Regions from separate parts of the Ovis aries genome. Here region 2 is linked to region 1. Evidence: chromatin contacts called from public Hi-C data. All regions are on one chromosome and are shown on one strand. The core of a region is the stretch at or near the end of the contact, and the rest is flanking DNA. Distances in the headings are between cores, read along the strand shown. Region 1 holds the start of EIF3D (eukaryotic translation initiation factor 3 subunit D). Region 2 holds the start of IFT27 (intraflagellar transport 27).

Region 1 (3,740 bases), core at 484-2,983:
AAGCCTTTGACTGTGTGGATCACAATACACTATGGGAAATTCTGAGAGATGGGAATACCAGACCACCTGACCTGCCTCTTGAGAAACCTATATGCAGGTCAGGAAGCACCAGTTAGAACTGGACATGGAACAACAGACTGGTTCCAAATCGGAAAAGGAGTGTGTCAAGGCTGTATATTGTCCCCTGCTTATTTAACTTCTATGCAGAGTACATCATGAGAAACGCTGGGCTGGAAGAAGCACAAGCTGGAATCAAGATTGCCGGGAGAAATATCAATAACCTCAGATATGCAGATGACACCACTCTTATGGCAGAAAGTGAAGAGGAACTCAAAAGCCTCTTGATGAAAGTGAAAGAGGAGAGTGAAAAACTTGGCTTAAAGCTCAACATTCAGAAAACAAAGATCATGGCATCTGGTCTCATCACTTCATAGCAAACAGATGGGCAAACAGTGGAAACAGTGTCAGACTTTATTTTGGGGGGCTCCTAAATCACTGCAGATGGTGACTGCAGCCATGAAATTAAAAGACGCTTACTCCTTGGAAAGGAAGTTATGACCAACCTAGATAGCATATTCAAAAGCAGAGACATTACTTTGCCAACAAAGGTCCGCCTAGTCAAGGCTATGGTTTTCCAGTGGTCATGTATGGATGTGAGAGTTGGACTGTGAAGAAAGCTGAGCATCGAAGAACTGATGCTTTTGAACTGTGGTGTTGGAGAAGATTCTTGAGAGCCCCTTGGACTGTAAGGAGATCCAACCAGTCCATTCTGAAAGAGATCAGTCCTGGGTGTTCTTTGGAAGGAATGATGCTAAAGCTGAAACTCCAGTACTTTGGCCACTTCATGCGAAGTTGACTCATTGGAAAAGACTCTGATGCTGGGGAGGGATTGGGGGCAGGAGGAGAAGGGGACGACAGAGGATGAGATGGCTGGATGGCATCACCTACTTGAAGGACGTGAGTTTGAGTGAACTCCGGGAGTTGGTGATGGACAGGGAGGCCTGGCGTGCTGCAGGACAAACTCCGTAGGCTGAGTTTCCAAAAAGACAGCACCGTTGCCATCGTAGCCAGGTGGTTCCTGAGTCGCCACTTCAGAATCACCACCAATTAAAATGCAGGTTTCTGGGCTCCAGCTAAGCCACGCTTGTATAACAGTCTATGGAAGGGGACCCGGAATCTTCATTTTTCAAATTAGCTCTCCAGGAATCTTTGTCAAACAAGAAAGTCTGAGAACTGTGGAGGTATGGTTTGAACACTGGCAGCGACCTCCGACACTAGTAGTCTGATCTACTCAGGTCACTTTGCACCTCCTGGTCTGTTTCCGAAAGCGCTCAAAGCTCAGCGAGTAGCCGCAAAAACCTGCCTGAAAGACTCGAACTCCCCCTAACGGTGAAACTCAAACAACACGATCTTTTAAAGAAGGCAGAAGCCGCGGGTCGTTGTGGGATACAGAGGGCCAGAGCGGCCCGCAAGGCATTGTGGGACATAGAGGGGCTTTCAGCCAGTCGCCGCTTCCAACTCCAACTACAAGGCCGCCACGTTTCAAGAAACTTGAAACTCTCGGAGTGTCGCCGGATGCCCCATGACGTAACTGTAAACATCCTCGAAGGCTAAATAAGAACACCGCGAAGAGAACAGGGACGAACTTCCGGATGTGCCTTCGCTTTACGACTCGCGTGTTCCGCCGTCGAACCGGAAGGAAGCCAAGAAGCAGTTTACGACACCGTCGGTCGTATTTACGGTGCCGGCCGCTGCGCGCGCATGTTTCCTCCTTTCCCGGTTCCCCGTAGCTCAGGCGGTGGCGCGGTATTCGGCCTAGACTATCTCTCACCATCGGGGCCGGTTACGGCCGTTACAGGTAAGCAGCGTATTCCGTACGCTTCCGCGGATCTCCAGAGCAGAGTTGAGCTGCGCCTGGCCTTCGGGGGCCTGCCGGAAGAGACTTCCGTACGCCCCCTCCTGCTTCCCTGTACCTCCGCTGGGAGGGGCAGGAATCCGCCTTCGGTCCCCCCAGGTCCGACCCAGTGCGGGGCAGAGCCTGTGGTTGAGGTCTCTTTCCGTGGAGTCCGCTTAGCGGCCACCGACAGTGTGTTCTGATGTGAACATGTCATTAACCCCGCTGAGTCTCAGGGTCTTTTAAAGTGCCCCACGGTTCCCTGAGCTTCTACGAGAGGGCTATTGGGTGTGCCAAACTGAGCGATGTTCGGCCCTGCTCTGAGGAGTTCACCGTCTAAATGTTTCTTTTCCTTGCCTATGAAATGGAAGGCTAGGATGTAGTTGGTTGATCTCTGATTTGACATTAACCGCCCAGGAATTGGCAAACGATCTGCAGTAACCTGCCAGCCACAAGGTTCTCCCTATGACTGTCCTGTTGATGCCGCCCCATCCTTTATCTGTAGCCAGTACAGCTGTCACTCCGTTTCAACTGAAAGATTTAGTTTCCCCTGTTGGTTACATTGTACTCTGCCTACTTTTTAGTTTACGCGTTGAAACCAAGCGACTTCCTTCCGCCCCTTTTAAAGTGTGTTTGGAGATATCTCACTGTGTTATTGATATGATCTGAAACCCAGGATCTTTTCAGGCTGCTGTCCAGCTGTAAAATAATGGGAAGAGTGTTACACTTAAGACAGAGGACCCTAGAAACCAAGTCTATCTTGAAATGATGAGATCAGCTGCTTGATTTGGCTGAACTGTGTATTTTTTTTTTAATCTGAAATTGGGGCCTAGGGGTTTAGTGGTGTTGCATCTGACATGTTGTAGGACCCTGGTAATATATAAGGGTATATTGTTTTGAGACCACCACACTCTCCCTCAGTCCGCTTCCTGTAGTGTAATTTAAGTTTAGGTAGGAGGATGGGGCTTCCAGGTTCATGCCCTTTTGGATCACGCAAGTGTCACCTCTAGGAACTCTCCCCATCATGGGAAAATGAAGAGAGTTTCATAAATTTAGTATTCTTTGCTCTTTGATTGATACAACTGAGCGACTTCACTTTCACTTTTCACTTTCATGCACTGGAGAAAGAAATGGCAACCCACTCCAGTGTTCTTGCCTGGAGAATCTCAGGGACAGGGGAGCCTGGTGGGCTGCCATCTATGAGGTCGCACAGAGTCAGACATGACTGAAGTGACTTAGCAGCAGCAGCTCTTTGATTGCTCCCCAGACTCTGGAAATATTTGTGTGGTGAATTTTCCCCTGGGAACTCAGCTTCTGGGCATTTTCAGGGGATTAGAATGGATGATAAATGCATGCATGAGTTTTGGGGAGGAATTGTTTGGCAGATATCTGTCGAGCCCCTGGTTTTTACTCTTCCTGAGCGGAGTACTGGCCTTACACAAAGTGTGGACTCTGAAGCCAGTTTCCCAGGGTTCAGATTTTCATCCATTAGTGTTGCAACTTTGGGCGATTTCTTGATATCTCTGTGCCTCAGTTTTCTTCTCTGGAAAGTGGGGCTAATACTGGCCCTACCTCGGGAGGAGATTGTTGAGGAGTTAATGAATTAATGTGTGGAAAGCGCTAACAACATGCCTGGTACTCATAATGTTTATGAACATTGGCTGTGTTCGGCCACTTTCATGACATAAGGCTTCTGGCTTCCTCAACCTTCTGCTGGGCTTTCTGCCTGACTTCTATGCCCTGCATAAGAATTTACACTGACAACAGAAAATTGAAAGAACAACAAAGGAAGGTTGCATTTCAGGATACATTCATGGACCCTTGTTTTTTCTCGGCACTGTGTGTA
Region 2 (3,740 bases), core at 459-2,958, 220 kb before region 1:
CCAGGCTCCCCTGCCCATGGAATCTTCCAGGCAAGAATACTGGAGTAGGTTGCCATTTCCTATTCCAGGGGATCTTCTCTACCCGGGGATCGAAACCACATCTCCTGTGTCTCTTGCATTTGCAGCCAGATTCTTTACCACAGTGCCACCTGGGAGGCCCTAAATGAAAGGCATATGAAAGCAAATTCTGGAGGCTGCATCTTCCCTGTGGGGGGGGGGGGGGGTCGCTGTTCTTCCCTTTCAGCACCAGCCATCCCAGAGGAACCGGCAGGAGTGAGAAAAGGGGTGCAGGCATCTGGCCAACATGACGGTGATGATAAACCCAATCTGTTCAGTAAATCTCTTCTCATTCATTCATTCATCACTGCTGAACACCTACTGTGTCTCAGGCACTTACAGTCTCAGGGCAACCGAAGAAGGTGGATTCTACGAGCCCCTTTCAAAAGTGAGGAAACAGACTCAGGGCCACTTGCCCAGGTCAGGAAGACGACAGTGATTTCAGTCTCGGGTACCTGACCGCAGAGCAAGAGGGGCCTCCCGGGAAAGTCAGCCTCCTTGGGAGGTGGGGGGCGGGGAAGGGAAGTATTCAGGATGCTTGCTTTCATTCCAGGTGTGGTATATGATACGTTCTCCACTCACAAGACGGGCTGGGCTCAGCGGAAAGTACAACTTCAAATTCCTGAGTCCAACCGCTCCCCCACATCCTCCACTTGTCCTTTGTCCATAGACATCACTTTTAACACTTTCGTATTTAAAGCACATAACATCCCTGGGCTTTAAGGAGCCAAAGACTGGATTTCTTGATGCACTTTACGTCCACGCTCCCTGGAATCTTGGAGGGGCGAAAAGCGCTGCTTCAGCGAGGTCAAGCTGGCTCAAAGCTCGGCCTGGGCAAGCGCACCTCGGTCCAGTGCGCCGGCGCCGCTCCAGTCTCCCGCGCTCTCGAAAGGCCCCCTTCATGGGCGAACCCACTTCCAGAAGGGCAGGAGGGTACGGCGAGTCCCCATTTCTCCCAAAGATGGGCCTAGCCAGCCACTGACCAATCAGAAAGCTTGTTTTATCACCGCTTCTGGATATACTAGGTTGGAGCTGCTTTTCCCTGAACTTTCAAGCCGTGCGGGGACGGGAGGCGGAAATGATTGACATCTTCTGCAACTATTAGTCAAGCGAGATAAACTTGAAGAGCAGTTACTACTACGAATTATCTGGCGAGGAAAGGCTGTTAGCCCTGCCCCCTTCTCTCACTGGTCTCCGTGAGCTCTAGTCGGGGCGGGAGTTTTTGATGGCAGCCAATCGATGGCCAGCGAGGAGGAGGGGGGACGAGGAGGCGGGGCAGGCGGGCGGTGGTTGCCCTGCGATCGCAGCCACAGTGGGGCTGGGGGCCGGAGGGTGTCTAGGTCACTGTTCCCGAACCACACTGCCGGGGGCTGGACTGGGTTCGGGAGCCGCATCGCCTCCCTGGCACCTTCCCGGCTTCCTTCTGAAGAACTTGACCCCTTCTAGCGCTCCTCCGCGCCCCACCGCGATCCTAGCGCCAGATACCGCCCCGCGGGCTGCCCGGAGGGTCCAGGCCCCATTGTCCCGGTCCCCACCGCGGCCACTGGCCCCTTGAGCGCCAGTTCTCCCTACTCCCCTTCCCAGACAGGGCCACCAACGCCTCCAGCAGCCGCTCTTCTCTTGTCTGGTCCGTGGAGGTGGTTGGTTACCATGGTGAAGCTGGCAGCCAAATGCATCCTGGCAGGTGAGTCTGAAAACTTGCGGGCGAATACAGTGTCCGGAGTCCAGAGACTTCATAAATTGTTGAGAACTTTTGTTCACGTAAGTTGTCTACCGTCTTTCCCTTTCTCTCTTCCAAAGGCGAGTTAATGCAGTTACTGATAGAGTAAATTCCATTAGGCACGGGATAATCATCTTCCAGAGCACACTTGGAGCTGCGGCTGGTTTCCTTCGCTCCCTGTCACACTCTGAGACCCCCGTCAACAATTGGAGCTGTACTCAAGAGGAGCAGACTGGCTTTTAACAAAATCAGGCTAAGCTCACCATAAATGCTTTAACGAAACCATGTGCTGTACTCCAAAGTTAGGCATCGGTGACTTAGGTGGATTATGGACCTGGGACCTCAGAGCACAGATGTACTTTCCTGAGTCCTTGCTGCGTTGCCAGGCACATGTATTTCATTTAACCCTTTCACAGTAGGTAGCACCCTGGAGTAGGGCTTCCCTGGTAGCTCAGCTGGTAAAGAATCTGCTTGCAGTGCAGGAGAACCCGGTTCAATCCCTGGGTCAGGAAGATCCCCTGGAGAAGGGAATAGCAACCCACTCCAGTATTCTTGCCTGGAGAATCCCCATGGGCAGAGGAGCTTAGCGGGCTACAGTGCGTGAGGTTGCAGAATCTGACACAACTGAGCAACTAAGCACAGCATGACACCCTGGGTTAGATGCTGAATTGTTCTGACCTCATTGAGGACTGAGATGAAGTCTCTTGCCCAAGGTCACCCCCGAGTGAAGGAAGGTCCTAGCCAGGATTCCCACCCTCCAGATCTGCTCACCCCCGTAATTCTTAACTTGTGTTACTGTTAAACCTGTGACCTTTCCAGGTTTTTCTGACCAATTCAGGAAAGAAGCAGTGAGAGATTATGTAGAGAAAATGGAGATTCTTTTTTTTTTTTATTCTTCTCTTTCAGACTGAAAGGGGTGGTGTTTGTAATGACTTTTCCAGTTTGGAAGTAAAAGGGTCACACAGAAAGATGACTGATCGAAGTCACTCAGATCATGCTGGAGCAAAAGAAATGAATGGTCTTCAAAAGCAGTGTCTAGTTTCCAGAGCACCAGCGGGGGCAGTATTGTGCAACAAAAATAATTCTACAGATTGGCTGTGTCCTCTTGGACAAAGCGCTTCTCTGAGCCTCAGTCTCCTCATGGATAAGGTGAAGACGTTTTTCTCTGAAGTTAGATTTTTGTTTTTTTAAATGGGCTTCTCTCTCTGACTGTTCTTTCTCCTATTTCTTTTTTAAATCAACTTCTATCACGAGGCTAACTTACTGAGCATCATCTTTGTGCCTGCGCTGTGCTATACGCTCAGCACAGGTCATCTCAACAGCTCTATGGGGTCAGGATTATCGTCATTCTCCTCTACAGATGGGGTAGCTGAGGCCTAGAGAGGTTGGGGCATTTGCCCTGGGTCACACAGCTGGATTTGGCTGAGCTGGTATCTAGACCCAGGTGATCTGATTTCCAGGGCTTGTTCTTAGCCCCACAGGCTACCATCACAGGCCTTGATTCTAGACTCCTTGTCCTTTATACTCACACCCTCAGATACTAGTTTTACCTGATTTCATCCGTGGCCTTAATAGTCGTTCCTAAACTCCAGCCCAGCCCTCAATCTGTAGCCTCCTTTTGAGGCCTTAAGGATATCTGTCTCATCTTGGAAGTTTCCAGGGACCAACAGAGCTCAGTGCAGGGAATCACTATGCCCAGCCCATCTCCACCCCACCACATGCACCTCCTCCCGCACTGACCAGCTCTTTAAATGGAGTCAATCTGCATCTGTTCTCTCACAGAACTAACTACCAAAGGTCCTGATAATTCAAGTGCTTATTCAGTCCTCATATTTACTGAGCACCTACTATGTGTAAGTCACCACGCAAGGTGCACTGGGAATCCCAGGATGAACCCAGCCCACTCCCACACTGAAGGAAGCCCTGGATTGCACACAAACGCTTATAACGCAGCAAACACCCT

The links. Hi-C and Micro-C count contacts between places; a contact is called where the count stands out from the background.
Region 2: a contact with region 1 is called in a Hi-C map of hypothalamus, with 4 times the contacts expected there. The contact joins the promoter of IFT27 here to the promoter of EIF3D in region 1. A contact is called at or near these places in 9 of 16 Hi-C or Micro-C datasets (blood, hypothalamus, liver and 5 more).

The regions. Positions count from the first base shown.
Region 1 is chr3:180,583,125-180,586,864 of ARS-UI_Ramb_v3.0, reverse strand. EIF3D (eukaryotic translation initiation factor 3 subunit D) reads left to right here and starts at 1,733. Exons shown (of 14, transcript XM_060413198.1): 1 at 1,733-1,858.
Region 2 is chr3:180,799,577-180,803,316 of ARS-UI_Ramb_v3.0, reverse strand. It overlaps IFT27 (intraflagellar transport 27), which reads left to right and starts at 1,708. Exons shown (of 7, transcript NM_001126366.1): 1 at 1,708-1,741. The coding sequence starts at 1,708.